Regions from separate parts of the Sus scrofa genome. Here region 1 is linked to region 2. A link is a contact called in public promoter capture Hi-C data. All regions are on one chromosome and are shown on one strand. Each heading gives the region's core, a stretch centred on a gene start, on an enhancer-like site or on the middle of the called end of the contact. The rest is flanking DNA. Distances are from core to core; before and after follow the strand shown. Region 1 holds the start of UBC (polyubiquitin-C). Region 2 holds the start of AACS (acetoacetyl-CoA synthetase).

The links. Promoter capture Hi-C pulls out the DNA fragments that hold promoters and counts their contacts.
Region 1: a contact with region 2 is called in a promoter capture Hi-C map of liver, with 3 times the contacts expected there. The contact joins the promoter of UBC here to the promoter of AACS in region 2. A contact is called at or near these places in 1 of 5 promoter capture datasets (liver), 8 of 47 Hi-C or Micro-C datasets (heart right ventricle, liver, mesenteric adipose tissue and 2 more) and 1 of 2 datasets of contacts at active chromatin or transcription factors (skeletal muscle).

Annotation. Positions count from the first base shown.
Region 1 is chr14:28,250,124-28,257,619 of Sscrofa11.1, reverse strand. It overlaps UBC (polyubiquitin-C), which reads right to left and starts at 3,763. Exons shown (of 3, transcript XM_021074017.1): 1 at 3,708-3,763; 2 at 532-784. It overlaps TRNAA-UGC (a tRNA gene), which reads right to left and starts at 6,269; the gene lies at 6,198-6,269.
Region 2 is chr14:28,164,718-28,171,588 of Sscrofa11.1, reverse strand. It overlaps AACS (acetoacetyl-CoA synthetase), which reads left to right and starts at 2,328. Exons shown (of 18, transcript XM_021072487.1): 1 at 2,328-2,640. The coding sequence starts at 2,508.

The DNA of each region.
Region 1 (7,496 bases), core at 2,514-5,013, 85 kb before region 2:
GGTGGCCCCACCCTAGGCTATGAGCCCACAAAAAGGGGTGAGGCCTCGTCACGGTCGTGGATCGCAAGTCCCCTGCCCCAGAAGCGTTCAGGCCAACTCAGCGGCACCAGCAGTTAGTGTCCCTTCACAGGGACGGAAAACCGAAGTTCTCGCCGCGCGCCAGCCAGCCAGTCGAGCCGGAAAGCAATGACCTAGCATTCGATCCCCGAAACACTGCACAACCCCGTTCCACAAACGGCCGGGCCCCGCCATCAATGGAAGCCTCCGCGCCTCTCGTTTCCGTTTCACCCAGTGCTCCTCGCCCGCCCCCAATTTCTCTCTCCCACCTCAGAGCCCGCTTCAGAGGCCGGCTTCTCCCACAGAGAGATTGGGAACGGCCGCCATTTTGCTCTAGGTGGCCGTTCGTCTTAAGGCTATTCCGCACGAGGGCCCCGGGTGACTAAGCAGCTCGGCTGCCCTTCCGCCGCGGCGGGCAAGCAGACCTCCCGCACCCACCCCCGCAGCCGCAAGACCCCCGGACGTCCGCCTCACCAGGTGGCAGTGGCAACAGCGGTCACAGAAGAAACGCAGGCAAACTCCCGGCCTCCACGAAACTGCCTGCGCCACACCCGGTGCTTCCTTATATAGCCATCGGTAGCACCGCCCCAGTAGATTCCTCCGCAGAAACGCCGAGAAGGGACTACTTTTCGCGGCCCTTCCTGCCCTCTGAAGAGAGAAGCAGTCCCCCCAGAATCTTCTAATTTCACTCCTAGAATGCTTTCCTGTGAAGACTCGAACACTGGGGCTGATTTTGGGGGGGGGGGACGAGGCCTTAGTCCTGAGCGGCCGAGCGGAGGGATCAGCGTGTTCGCTGAACACTGCGTCCGCGGACAGGGCCGGTACTCGGCTGGTTGGGGGGGGTGTGGGGGAGGTGCCGCGGAAGGTGCGAAAACCCGACACGGAGTCCTCTGAGCGTCCGGAGGGGGCTGTCCCCGCTGCCGGTCCCCGGCGCCCCCTCCCCTCAACCAGGAAGGCTCGCCTTTCCTGAGACCCGCCCTCGGCTAACAGGGGTCCCGCCGAGCGCCTCACGATGAATCGGGGTCCCGCTCCCCTGGCCCGAGTTCCGCCGTGCCCCTCCCCCCAACCCCTCTTCCCCGCCAGCGAAACCGTGGGGTCTTTATTCTGGGTCTCCCATAGGTAACGATAGTGTTTCTGTTTCCATAAACTTCCCCTCACCCCCAGTGGGTCGCGAGGACTTCCCGGGGGGTCTAGTCACCCCAACTGTGGCGGCCGAACCCATCCCCCTGCGGGCGGGCACCGGGACAAGAGGAATGACTCGACAAATCTCGGGGCCGGGCCTCAAGCCCGCCTCAGGAGGGTCGTCAGGACCTGCAGGAATTTTCTCACAACGCAGGAGTGAAAAATAAGTGTCCAAAGGAGAAATGCCTGTGACAAGTTCACATTGAATTTTGAAAAGTAAAAGCAAAAATTCCACACAGCTGTGAAACACTCCTTGCGCTGGACCTGAAAGCTGACAGAACTTTGCGGATTGCTCTTCGGCCTTCCTGTTTTGTTCCCGATTATGAGCAAGAAGGCATCAGAATTTCACTTCTGCTGCCATTTGAACTCAGAAATCAGAAATCAAATCTATTTAAACCCACGTTTTCTTTTTTTCTTTTTTTTAATTTTATTTTTTAATGAAGTTTTTTATTGTAGTTGATTTATAATGTCAATTTCTGCTTTACAGCAAAATGATAGTCATGCATATATATACATTTCCTTTCTTATCGCTGAGCCTGAGATTTTTAAAAGGACACTAATTGTAAGTTCTGTATAGTCCTGGTGGAAAAAAGACCCCAAGTATGAAATTTAAATCTATAGACAAATTCCATTTGGATAAAAGAAAAAGATCACCAGTCAGATCTTTTTCATTTTGATATTTTATTTTGTGATCTCTGTGTCATTTCTCCAGCATATTTTTTCCTTTTTTCAAAAAGCATACTTAAATTTTTTTCCAAAGGCATATTTTAAAAATGTTTTAAAATATATGAACGTGATGAAAACTTAAAACAGGTTTTCTATAGTTTATAATGAAAAACCTCCCTCATGCACTCAATTCCCTAGCCACTGTTCTTTCTAGACTCTTCTAGAAATATTCTCTATTTCTATAAATGTGGGGAGGGTGTTTTTAATTTTTACCCTTGAAGCTTTCAATAAATATATAGAAAAAGAGAGAACCGACTAAAAAATACCCTGCTATTAGGAAAAGACTACATTCCTGTTGGAATTATAAACATTATGTTATTTAAATACTGTACTTAAAATGAGAATAAAAACAAAACTATGTTTTCTTTGGCAACCTGTGTCTGTAGGTATTTATGGGAAAGGTCTAAGCAGTATTCAAAACAGACTTTAACTCCTATCGTTTTAAACATTTTCAAAGAGAATGAATTCATTACCAAGAAATGTAAATGAATAATAAAAATAAAATGTCATTTTTCAGTTTAGCAGGAGACCTCAGTGACTTCCAGTAGAGATTTCTGTGAGGGATATTTCTAAATTTCTGAAAAGAGGGTTTAAAGGAACAGAACATCAAAGCTCTGTATAAGGTTTCCTTCTTGAATTCCAGAAAGAAGTTTTCAGAGGAACAAAAAGCTGAGGTTCTTTCTCAGGTGACTAGGCCTGGCTTCAAACCACACCCTGTTTTCTTTTGGCTGTTCTTTCACTGCAGGTCTTATGATTCATGTTGTTTAAAGGCTGAGTCACGAGCTTTGTGACATAGCTTTTTTTTCAAGAGTCCAAAAACTACAGAGAAAAACAGACCTGATTTCAGAGGCAAGGGAAGGTGAAAAGGAGAAAGAGGGGGAGAGGGGGAAGAAGAAAGGCTCCAAGGGTGAGGACTGGGTCCCAGGGCTATCTCCAAAGAGAAAACAATATTCTTAGGCGCTAACAACACTGATGTTGTCTCTAGCAGGAAAATTCTCTACTAGAGAATTTTGGTCTCTAAGTCCAACAGTGGGTTTTGTTGAAGCAAATAGAAATAAACATTTGTCCAAGGGCACTGAAGTGAAAGGGAGGAGGGGGAAGTAAACTCTCAGGGAGGTAGATGCTGTTTCTCTAGAGCAGTGGTTCTCAACCAGGAGCGACTTGGTCCCTTGGTGGACACTTGGCAGTATCTGGAGACATTTTTGCTTGTCACAGCTGTGGTGTTGGGGTTGAGGTGTGCCGCTAAAATCTAGTGGTAGAGGCCAGGGATGTTACTAAACATCCTGCAGTGGCCAGTCCCCCACAAAAACAGAATTACCCAGCCCCCAAAGTCAGCAATGCAATGGGTTGACAAATTCTGCTCTACGGAGGATTTTTGTTGTTTTTGTTAGAGCTGCTTTTCTGTTTGCTGAGAAGGGCTCCCAAAGTCTAAATGTCCCACTTGGATTCGGGGATCGTGTACCAAGTCACGTTCCTACAACCTAAAATCCCTTGACCTAGAATGCAATGTGCTAGAATATGCCAGAAGCAGGATGAGTCATTGGATCCATTTTCAGTTCCTTCCACCCACTGATCCATCCTTTGCAGGTGCCCCAGAAGGGATGGCTTCAGAGCTGGCACCAATGGAAGAGTGACAGAGGCCCAGCAACACGGCAGGATTGGCGGGCAGGCAAGAGCACGTGATGGGCTGAGCTCACAAAGGGCCTGGGTGTTGGGCTGTTGGGGATTGGACTGGAGCCTACCTGTCTGCCTTTCCTCCTTTCCCCAAAGGATTCAGCTCTCCTGAAGGTCACCACCTTGTATGGGACTTAACTCAGCGTCATGAGAGTGTCTACGTAGTGACCAGCAAACATTTTCTTTCCAAGAGAAAGGGTGAAATCTGAGAGCTGGACGGGAAAGGTTTGACTTGCGTCATCATCAGTTATATAACCATAAAAGGGAATCTGCAGCTTAGGAGAGAAAAAATAAAAAGAAGCCCTAGGGACTCTACTCTGTCCGTTTTCCTGCTTACATTTATGTATTTGCATTCTGTGGCAGAACACAAACTGCTCCAGCTTAAAAATAACCCATCTTATCCCCCCGCCAGTCAGGAAGTCAGATTCAGTTCCAGTACCCAAATTTGCCTAACTTAGAAACACTAAGAAATTTTTTAACTCACTGGGGTTTTGTTTTGTTTTTTAATTTGCTGTTTTTAAATTGTGGCAAAATACACATAAAAATGTATCATCTTAACTATTTTTAAGTGTACAGCTCAGTGGCATTAATTATATTGTAGGGGAGGAAAAATAATTTTCCTTTTGGGAATCCTTCTTTTAGCTGAGACCCCTGTAATGAAAGACAGATTAGCAAGAGAAACAAAACAAAAGAAAACAAAAACAATAGTTTAGTAATATGCACACCTTGTGTATATATGGGAGCTACCCTCTGGGGGAAAATGTGTCACTTAAAAAAAAGGCTTTAGAATTTAGGCTTAAATACCATCTTAATAGGAAATTCTCTTAAAGGGAGAGTAAATAATTTTTACTGAGAAAATAGAAGAATAGATGGAGACAAGATAGTTGATGACAAAGTTTGGTGTCAAAGTTTGTCTCTCCTGTTTTAAGAGCCAATCTTCCCTGGTTGGTGAAAACTCCCTTGAGTTTCTTTTGCAAAATCTGTCTGGGCAGATTAGGGGAGTTGAGTGAAAGCCTCACTCTGCATTTGCTGCTTTTCAAGTGACTACACCTCAAAACAATATCAAATTGGGGTATTTGGGTGTCCATCACTGCCATCTGTGTCCACTCTTCGGCTTGCTAGACTGAAATTTTGTACGCATTAAACACTAACTACCCCCACCCCCAGCCCTGGGCAACCACCATTCTATTTTCTGTCTCTATGAATTTGACAAGTTTTTGGTACCTCATATAATGAGTTTTGTTAGTTTGTTTTTTAACTATGAAATAAAATCTAATTATTGAAAACATGTTTTCCAAAGATTCATGACATCTTTTCTAGAAAGTTCTGTCTCCCAGGACAAGCCTTGTTATTTGTTCTGTATGGTATTTTTTTTTTTTTTTTGTCATTGTGCTATCAGAAATACTGAATTATAAGACACAAAGTAAAACAGAAGCACATGATTCATGTTAGGCCTGGTAACTTTAGAATATTTTGTTCTTTTAACACCTTGTTGACATTTAGGGAGAAATAACCTTTACAGAAGTTCCTTACAAAAAAGGAGCTGTCACCAGTGCTCTAGTACCCACTGGTGAATCGTTTCATGAATTTCAGTCCCCCCCCCAAAAAAAAAAGCTGTGTAGAGTCAGATCCCTCTGGCTCTAAGCTGAGATGGTCTTTTTTTTCTTGGCAGTGGTGTATGGAAGTTTAAAAGTACCTGCACCACACAGGATCCTTTACCTACTGGGCCACCAGGGAACTCCTAAAGAGCTTTTTATTTTTATTTATTTATTTGCTTTTTAGGGCTACACCTTCAGCATATGGAAGTTCCCAGGCTGGGGGTCCTATCTGAGCTACAACAGCAGGCCTACACCACAGCCATAGCCACACAGGACCCAAGCCATATCTGTGACCTACACCACAGCTCACAGCAACACTGGATCCCCCACCCACTAAGTGAGGCCAGGGGTGAAACCCGCCTCCTCATCTAGCCAGATTCATTTCCACTGGGCCTTCCCGGGGAACTCCAAGAGCTTTTATTTTTAATGATAAAGTGCAGTGTATAAATACAGATATAAACAGTATGTGCACCACAGCCATTCGTGCAATCATTTGTGACCTGTTGCTGATGAAGCAGGAAGCAAAATCCTGCCTGCCAAGGCTACTGGTTTCCATTTGGGTGGCTCCCTCTGAAAATGGTGGTTACGGACAGCACAAATGAAGGGCGAGGGCAGGTACAGACGCCTGACATTTGAGTGGCGTCTGACGGCCAGGAATGAGTCACCGGGCCTCCAGGCCTTTTACTGCAGTCACAATGCCAGGAAGCGTATGGTAAACTCCCTAAATAATTATTCTCACTTTTGCCCTGGTTTCAGTTATCAGGTTTTGCCTTCACGTTTTCCTGCTAACTGCTTCCCTTTGCCTCCTCCAAGAAAAACACATTTGGAGAGTTAGGGATTTCAAGAAGGGCAGATTATGCCTATTGTAAAACTCCAAACTCCAACGAGTGACCGTAGGAATCAGATCTGTTAACAATCGCATTCTATGTGTTTTGTAGGAACAACACATGAAAAGGAAAGTGGAGATGCCGGGGATCGAACCCGGGACCTCATACATGCAAAGCATGCGCTCTACCACTGAGCTACATCCCCCACCCTGTCTACTTTGTTTTCTGAAATTCTCTGTTAAAGCCTAGTCAATAAAGACTTTTGGCTTTTTGAACTTAAAAATTTTGTATACTTAAATGGATGTTAAAGTTTAGCAAAAGCAAACCCAAACCAATCTTTGTATGTTTCCCAACTAAGCCCATCCTTCACAGGTTTGCAGCTGAAATTCTAGCCGATACCGGAACCAAGGAACAAAGGGAGACATATTCTTAAATGTTAACTCCTCACAGGCAGAAATGGAGGAAAGAATTTCTTTTTTTTTTTTTTTTTTTTTTTTGTCTTTTTTGCTATTTCTTGGGCCGCGCCCGCGGCATATGGAGGTTCCCAGGCTAGGGATCCAATCGGAGCTGTAGCCACCGGCCTACGCCAGAGCCACAGCAACGCGGGATCCGAGCCGCGTCTGCAACCTACACCACAGCTCACGGCAACGCAGGATCCTTAACCCACTGAGCAAGGACAGGGATCGAACCCGCAACCTCATGGTTCCTAGTCGGATTCGTTAACCACTGCGCCACGACGGGAACTCCGTGTTTTTTTGGTTTTGTTTTTTTTGTTTTGTTTTTTTTTTTAGAATTTCTTTCCAATAAATAAGGGCCTCGCCCCCATTGCACCTCCACCCAGAAACGTCTGAAAACCATTCCAACCTTCGGTGACTTTGAGGATTCCAGACTACCCCCCCCCCCCCCGTCTCCCACAGCATGCGGAAGTTCCAGCCCGGAGCCAAGGATGAAATCCTCCGCTCAGCAGACGTCAGGTCCTTAACCGGCTAGGCCACCAGGGAACTCCCAGCAAACTATTTTTTCCCCCTCCCATAAGAGCATACAAAATAAGCAAATTAAAAAGAAGAAGATCCAGGAAGCTTCCGTGTGGTGCAGCGGCTTAAGGATCCGGCGTTGCCGCAACTACAAGGTGGACTGGACCTTCCGCTTGTGGGTGCCCCCCTCCCCAAAGAAAAAGATCCAGCTCCCCACGCCTGGTATTTCTCTCCTCACCGCCGCCCCGGAATCATGGCTAAAACGCTGAGGAAGGAATCTCTTTGCAATAGCTCACTGAAAAGAGCCATTCCTTAACTGTCAATTAGCCCCTTTCTTTTCCCTAGTGCTCGCTGGTGAAGCACCGAGAGGAGAGAAGTCACCACATGTATGGCATGTCCTTCAAGTCATCAAGGCGCCACTCAGTGGTGAAGAACCAGTGAGAGACCAGGAGAACACA
Region 2 (6,871 bases), core at 1,079-3,578:
CACCGGGACGCCTCTCAATTGGTTGGATCTCAGGCCCGCCTTTCACCATGAAAGGCCTGGGCCGATGTGAGGCCAGCTCCCTGGCAGCCAATCAGTGTGCGAGCTGAGTGTGGTTCGTCAGTGTGGACTGGATCCCTCCGCCGGCAGCGAGGGCGCGGGCTCCTGGATGGGCGGGGCGGGCTGGTGTCCTGAGAGGTTGTCCGGATGGGCCGCGGGGACGTTTGTCGTGCCAATTGGAGGAGAAAGGAGCAGAGCCACAGAACCGAGCAGCTTTGTCCCTAGGGGGCTATCCCTTCTTCTGAGAACTTCTCCAGCATATTCGAACACTCTCGTGGCATCCAAAAAATTAAAAAAAGACTCCCAAACCCAAAAGAATCAGTACAAATACACACAATAAATAAAAGAACGCCAAGAAAAATAAAAGAAAGGTGTAAATTGCCTGGAATATCCAAAAGAAATGCTCAATATAGTCTTAAAATATTGACAATATTGACAACTCTAAAACTCTCAAGTAACCTCTCCCTAAATATTTGCATTGATATTTTGCCCCGGGCTATAGGATTACCGAATCTGGGCACTTCTTTGAATTATAACCACCTACAATAGAGTGGAGTGGTGGGGGAAGATTTCCAAGCAAGTGCAGCCTTCTGGAGGTCGGAGAGAATAAGATTTCTCTGTATCCTATTGCACCATCTAACCCCTCCTTCACTTTTTGTGCCTGCTGAATACACTAGAGACTGTATTTTTCATGATCCTTTTCTTTGGAAGCCTGGCGTCTGAAAAATGAACTTTGCAAATACATAAGAAGCCAAATCAAACCAGAGGGTGGAGAGTCACCTCATCTGGTCACATTCCGTTCCCTGCTCAAAACAATTTAGAGATTAAACCGTAGCATGCTTTAGATGGCTTGTATGGCTGGTCTAAATCTCTAGGATTGGGGAGAGTGGCTCAGTGGTTAACGAATCCGACTAGGAACCATGAGGTTGCGGGGTTCGGTCCCTGCCCTTGCTCAGTGGGTTAACGATCCAGCGTTGCCATGAGCTGTGGTGTAGGTTGCAGACACGGCTCGGATCCATTGTTGCTGTGGCTTTGGTGTAGGCCAGGGGCTACAGCTCCGATTTGACCCCTAGCCTGGGAACCTCCATATGCCGCAGGAGCAGCCCTAGAAAAGGCAAAAAAAAGAGAAAGAACCCATTAGGATGCAGGTTCAATCCCCGGCCTTGCTCAATGGGTTAAAGGATCCAGCGTTGCTGTGAGCTGCTGCATGGGTCACAGAAATGGCTAAGATGGGATGTTGCTGTGACTTTGGTGTAGGCTGGCAGGTGCAGCACCGATTCCATTCCTAGCCTGGGAACTCCTATATATGCAGCAGCTGTGGCTGTAAAAAAGAATCCAACTGCAATGGCTTGGGTCACCGCGGAGGAACGGGTTCCATCCATGTTGCCCATGGATTCCATCCGATGACTCCCCACCATTTATTTATCTCTATTCCTGTTGAAGATCTTGACTTGTTGCCATATTTTCTCCTCTGCTCTCCCCTTGGGGCTGGAGAGGAAGTGGAGAGGTTGAACTTTGACACATCACTTGGGGTACGTACCATCTCCTCCTAGGTACGTACCATCCACCCGATTTCCACAGCCCCATGGGTGGGCAGGGAGGACCGAGGCAACCACACCAGCAAAGCCAGAAAAATCCTCCACCAGCTCTTTGGCCTGGTTAACTCAGCAAACTTGGCACAGTCCATTGGCTGACTCTTCCATCATTTACTTATCCCCATTTATATGTATATGCTGTATGTGAATATATATGTATCCTATATATCTGACCTATACAGGATTCGTATCTATAGATACCCATATATAAGTTTACATAGATAGACTTCTTTAAGTGTCTGCATATGCATGGAGATATTTTGGAAAGTAGAACAAAGACCTGCCGCTGGCTTAAATAAGCAGTCTTGGAGCTTAGACAGGTTGTAGCGGAAAACTGATTTTGCCCAAGTTCTAACAAAGGAGTCAGGAAGTGGGACTCAAGGGAAGGGCGAGAAGAACTTCTGGGGTAAGAAGCTGATAGACTTCTATTTCCAGCAGCTACTGAATAACAGGCTCTACCAGGCCAGTCCAGAATCAAGGTGATGGATGGTGGTTTCCAATCAGAGACTTAGCGCTGCTTTAACCCCTCCACGCTCCAGGCGATGTTGGGGAGCCTGTGCCCACGGAGCGGGCGCAGACACCTGGCCGGTGTATGAAGATTTCAGTCCTGCGGCGGCAGCACTCCTTTGCGAGGCGCGACTCCCGCGGAGGGTTACACCTCGAGAGGGGTGGGGCCTACAGAGGGGGGGCCTGGAGGGGGCGGGGCTCCCCGGGTGTCCTACCGGGTGGTCGCGCCCGCTGCAGTTGCTTTCAGTCAGCAGAGCAGCTCAGCCAGTAGTCTCGCACCCCAGCGTCAGCCGCCGTCCCCGGTCCGGTCTCCCGTCCCAGCGCAGCCGCGGCGTCCCTGCCGCAGCCATGTCCAAGGACACGCGGGCCGGGCAGGAGGAGATCCTGGAGTGCCAGGTGATGTGGGAGCCTGACAGCAAGAAGAACACGCAGATGGACAGCTTTCGGGAGGCCGCGGGCGCCGTCTGCGGCCTGGCCCTGGGTGAGTGCAGGGCGCGTGTTCTGGGGGCCGGGAGCTTCCAGAAATCGGCTTCCACCCAAGGGGTCCAAGGAACCACCTTGGCAGAAGGACCTTCCTCCTGGGGTCCGGGGCGCCTCCTATGCCTGAGCGTTGATGTCAGGACCCCACCTCGTAGTTGGAGTTGGACTCCTGATTTCCAGTTTCCCTACTCTGAGGCCTGGAGGAGCCATTGGAGATGGGGGCCCCTCTTCAGGGTGTAGCGCATCTTCTGACTGTGGGGCTTTGCCCCCTTGTCTGTGCGGGCTCTCACTTCCTTTTCTCTTCATTGCAGCATCCATCTCCCTGGCAGGATCGCCCCTCGGGCCTTGGGACCGTTGTAGACCGAGAAGTCCCTTGCTAAGTGTTCATCTGTAAAGTGGGGAGCTCCCTGGGGTCTTGCCATCCAGCCTGGGGGGGCTTCTCCCTGACACAGGGTCTTTCTGACTTTAGATTTTCTGGTCTCTTGGTGGAGGGAGGGGGTCACCTGCCAGCCATTGGTACCTTGGGCTGCCCTCTCGTACCCCACCAGGCTGACCCCACTAGAAGGCCAGCCTGGATTCCAGGCCCCTAGGAGAAGGATGGTCAGCTAGGGTTCTGTCTTTGGGATCCAGGTGGAAATCCCCTCACATGTTTATATACCTACCCTGAATGGAACCTGGGCCAGGGCCTCCCTTCCAACTCCCACCCTGGTGTCAGGAGCCACCGGGCTGGGTGTGGACCTGGGTGAGAAGTTTTCTCCCAGCTCTACCTGGCTTGTCCACCTACCTCCTGGGTACCCCCGGCCTCTGGGGTCTTCACCTATTAGGACCCTTTCCTCCCCTTCTCGCCCCCTCCGCTGGCACCAGGGACTCCAGTGATTCTGGCTTCTTCCATCACTCCCTTTCCCCCCCAATGCCAGCACCTCCTCTGGGGCTTTCATTTCCTCTTCTCTGAACACAGGTTCGTTTTCCTGCTTCCTGCTTTTCTTCCCTCCCCCTCAACACCACTGTGTGTTTTGCTTGGGCAGCCTTGAAGCACAGGTCTGACTTTATCAACACCGGGTCCCCTGCCCTACCCCCTCCAGGCTCACAATGTCTCCTTGTTGGCTGTGTATTTGCAAACCCTGCCACCTGGCAGCTTCCAAGCACGCCAGTGCGATGGGTGTCATAGCTTCCACGGAGCCCCTTCCCTTGGCTTCCCTCTCCCTCCTGCCTGCTCCTAGAAGAGCGCTTGGCTTATTACTGTCAGGGCCTTTCAGGTCATAGTTGCTAAGTTAATGTTTGTTGACCTGGGAGACAGACTTGACTCCTAAGAAGAGCCAGGAGTGGAACTACATCCTCATTCCGTGTTACTTTGCCTTGATTCTGTCTCTCTCTTTTTTCAATCCTCGGCTCAGCACACTGGGTTTTTTTCTTCTTTTTTCTCACGCCTGCACTTGTGGCATATGGAAGTTCCCGGGCATATGAAATAGTTCCCAGGTCGAATCAGAGCTGCAGCTGCCGGCCTACACTACAGCCGTAGCAACACCAGACTGAAGCCTCATCTGCAGCCTACACCACAGCTCATGCCAATGCTAGATCCTTAACCCCCCGAGCAAGGCTAGCGATTGAACTTGCATCCTCACAGAGACAGTGTTAGGTCCTTAACCCACTGAGCCACAACAGAAACTCCCCATCTCTCTCTTCTCTGCCAGCTGTTCTCCTGGGGATTGCCTAGCCCTGATGTTTTACAAACTGATTTCACAGAAGGGTGGTCCTGTGAGGTTGGTGAGACCTATTTGTAATCTGACTAGCCATGCAATCCGAAGGAAGTCACTGGACCTCCCTGAGCCTCAGTTTCTTATCTGTTAAATGGGCAGAATGAGAGGCCCGTGTCATTGGGTGGATGTGAGGGTGACAGGAGATGACCAGGCCCAGTGCTGGCCTGCACCTGACCTGTGGGGGTTGTGGAGTAAATACTGGCAGCACCGTAGCTCACAGCCTGCCTGTCTATCTCCTGTCTGTCCTTTAAGGCTGGGATTGGTGGCCCGTGGGCCAGATTGGACCTGCTGACTTAGTTTGGGTGGCTCACACATTGAAAGATTGCATAGGAAAAACAAGATCTCAAGTTTCTTTTGAAAACTCAAAGCCCAGGGATGCTGGGTCTGTGTCCTCACGTGACAGCATCAGCTGAGTTGAGTGGGAATCCTCTCTTGGTCTAGGGGTGGTTTGGAGCTAGGTTTTTTCTTTTTTCTTTTCTTTTCTTTTTTTTTTTTTTTTTTTGGCTTTTCAGGGCTGCACCCACAGCATATGGAGGCTCCCAGGCTAGAGGTTGAATCGGAGCTATAGCTGCAAGCCTCCACCACAGCCACAGCAACTCGGGATCCAAGCCACATCTGCAGCCTACATTACAGCTCACGACAGTGCCGGATCCATGACCCACTGAGTGAGGCCAGGGATTGAATCCGAAACCTCATTTGTTTCTGCTGTGCTGTGACGGGAGCTCCTGGAGCTAGGTTTTTTCTTTTCCTTCTCTTCCACTCCTGATGGTTGACTCAACCTGCTTCTCTCTTTTCCGTGGACCTGGCTCTGGAGGTTTGGGGTTTTGCTTTAAGAACAAACTCAAGTGCCACCTACCCTTTGGTTATCCTCTCTGACCATTTTTTCCTCTGCTCTCCAAGTGCATGTAATTTAGACTTTCAGCCTGCTTTGCCTTTTCATTTACTTGTGAGCACTCATTGCTTGAAGACAGCACCTCTTGGAGTTCCCTGGCGGCCTAGCAGGTTAAAGGTCTGACATGGTCACTCCAGTGGCTGGGGTCACTGTTGTGGCAAGGGTTTGGCCCAAGAACTTCTGCATGCTGCGGGCACCACCAAAGGAAAAAAAAAACGACAGCACCCTTGAACTTGTGTCTGCACCGCCAGCGGTGGCTTGTGTGTAGCTGGCATAGTGAGTGGTGCTGTTGCTGGGGTATACAGGGAGAAAAGCACATGATCTCTCAGGCCTTGAGGGTGAATGGACCGGATGAATCCCTCAGCCTGGCCGCCTCCTCTCCTTGCAGTTTAGCAGGGGCAGAGCTATAAAGTCTCTCCTCCGGGACAAGTGCCATTGTCAACGGCTTCTAAGCAGAGCTCACCTGGGGACTCCCCGCATGCCCACCTAGTCCTCAGGTCTTCTAGGGAAAGACATTGGGGGCAGCCTGCAACCCAGCCTAACATCTGCGCATGTGACGCAAGGCCCCGTTCACAAGGCCCTGGGGGACACACAGACCACTGTCATGAGAGGAGCGCCACCAGCTTTATTGTACGTGCTCTTTTGGAGGACTGGGCCAGGCGTCTTTATTTGTTTATTTTTGGCTGCCCCTTGGCATATGGAGTTCCAGGACCTTGCATCAGATCTGAGCCGAAGTTGGGACCTACGCTGCAGATTGAACCTGCATCCTGGCACTGCAGAGATGCCGCTGATCCCATTGCGCCACAGCAGAAACTCTAGCCAAGTGTCTTTAAATCACAAGCCCCAACTTGCCTCTGCACGCCAGCATCCAGGACAGAGCTGGCCAGCAAACAGAAAGCTTGCTCTGGGGACAAAGCTCGTGCAAAGGTGGCAGCACCGATGCCAGATGTAGGGGTGCGTGCCACCTGCCTTCTGAGCACGGCACTGCATCCTGGGCCTCTCAGGATGCTGCTGAGAAGGGCTGGCAGACTCTTGAGCTGAGACTTGAAGGTGAAGGCTGGTCAGAATTCTCACAGGTGGAGAGGAAGAAGCAGGTGACATGGTAAGCAGGGCTTTACAAACTTGACAACTGCAGGGACCGGGCAGGTGACAAGGCTATTAATAACGGTATTTAGTGAGCACTTCCTGCGTGCCAGGCCCCATTCAGGTACTTTTAACTAACTTAATCCTCAGTAACCTGGCCAAGTAGGTACAGCTTTTATCTCATTTCTGAGCTGAGAAAAAGGAAACTCAAAGTCTTGGTTGAGATCATGCAGCTGTGAGTGGTGGAGCTAGAGTCAGCGCTCTTATTACTTTTTTTGGCTATGCTTGTAGCATGTGGAAGTTGCCTGGCCAAGGATCGAATCTGCACCACAGCTCTGCAGTGACCAGAGCCTGTTTTGTCACAAGGGAACTCTTTTTTTTTTTTTTTTTTTGAGTCAGTGCCCTTAATCGCCATATTATGTTGCCTGTCGCATGTGGGTGAAGGGCCAGGTAGGGCAGCTGTTACCTGCTCTAGCTGACATCATGTGGTGTGACAGGGC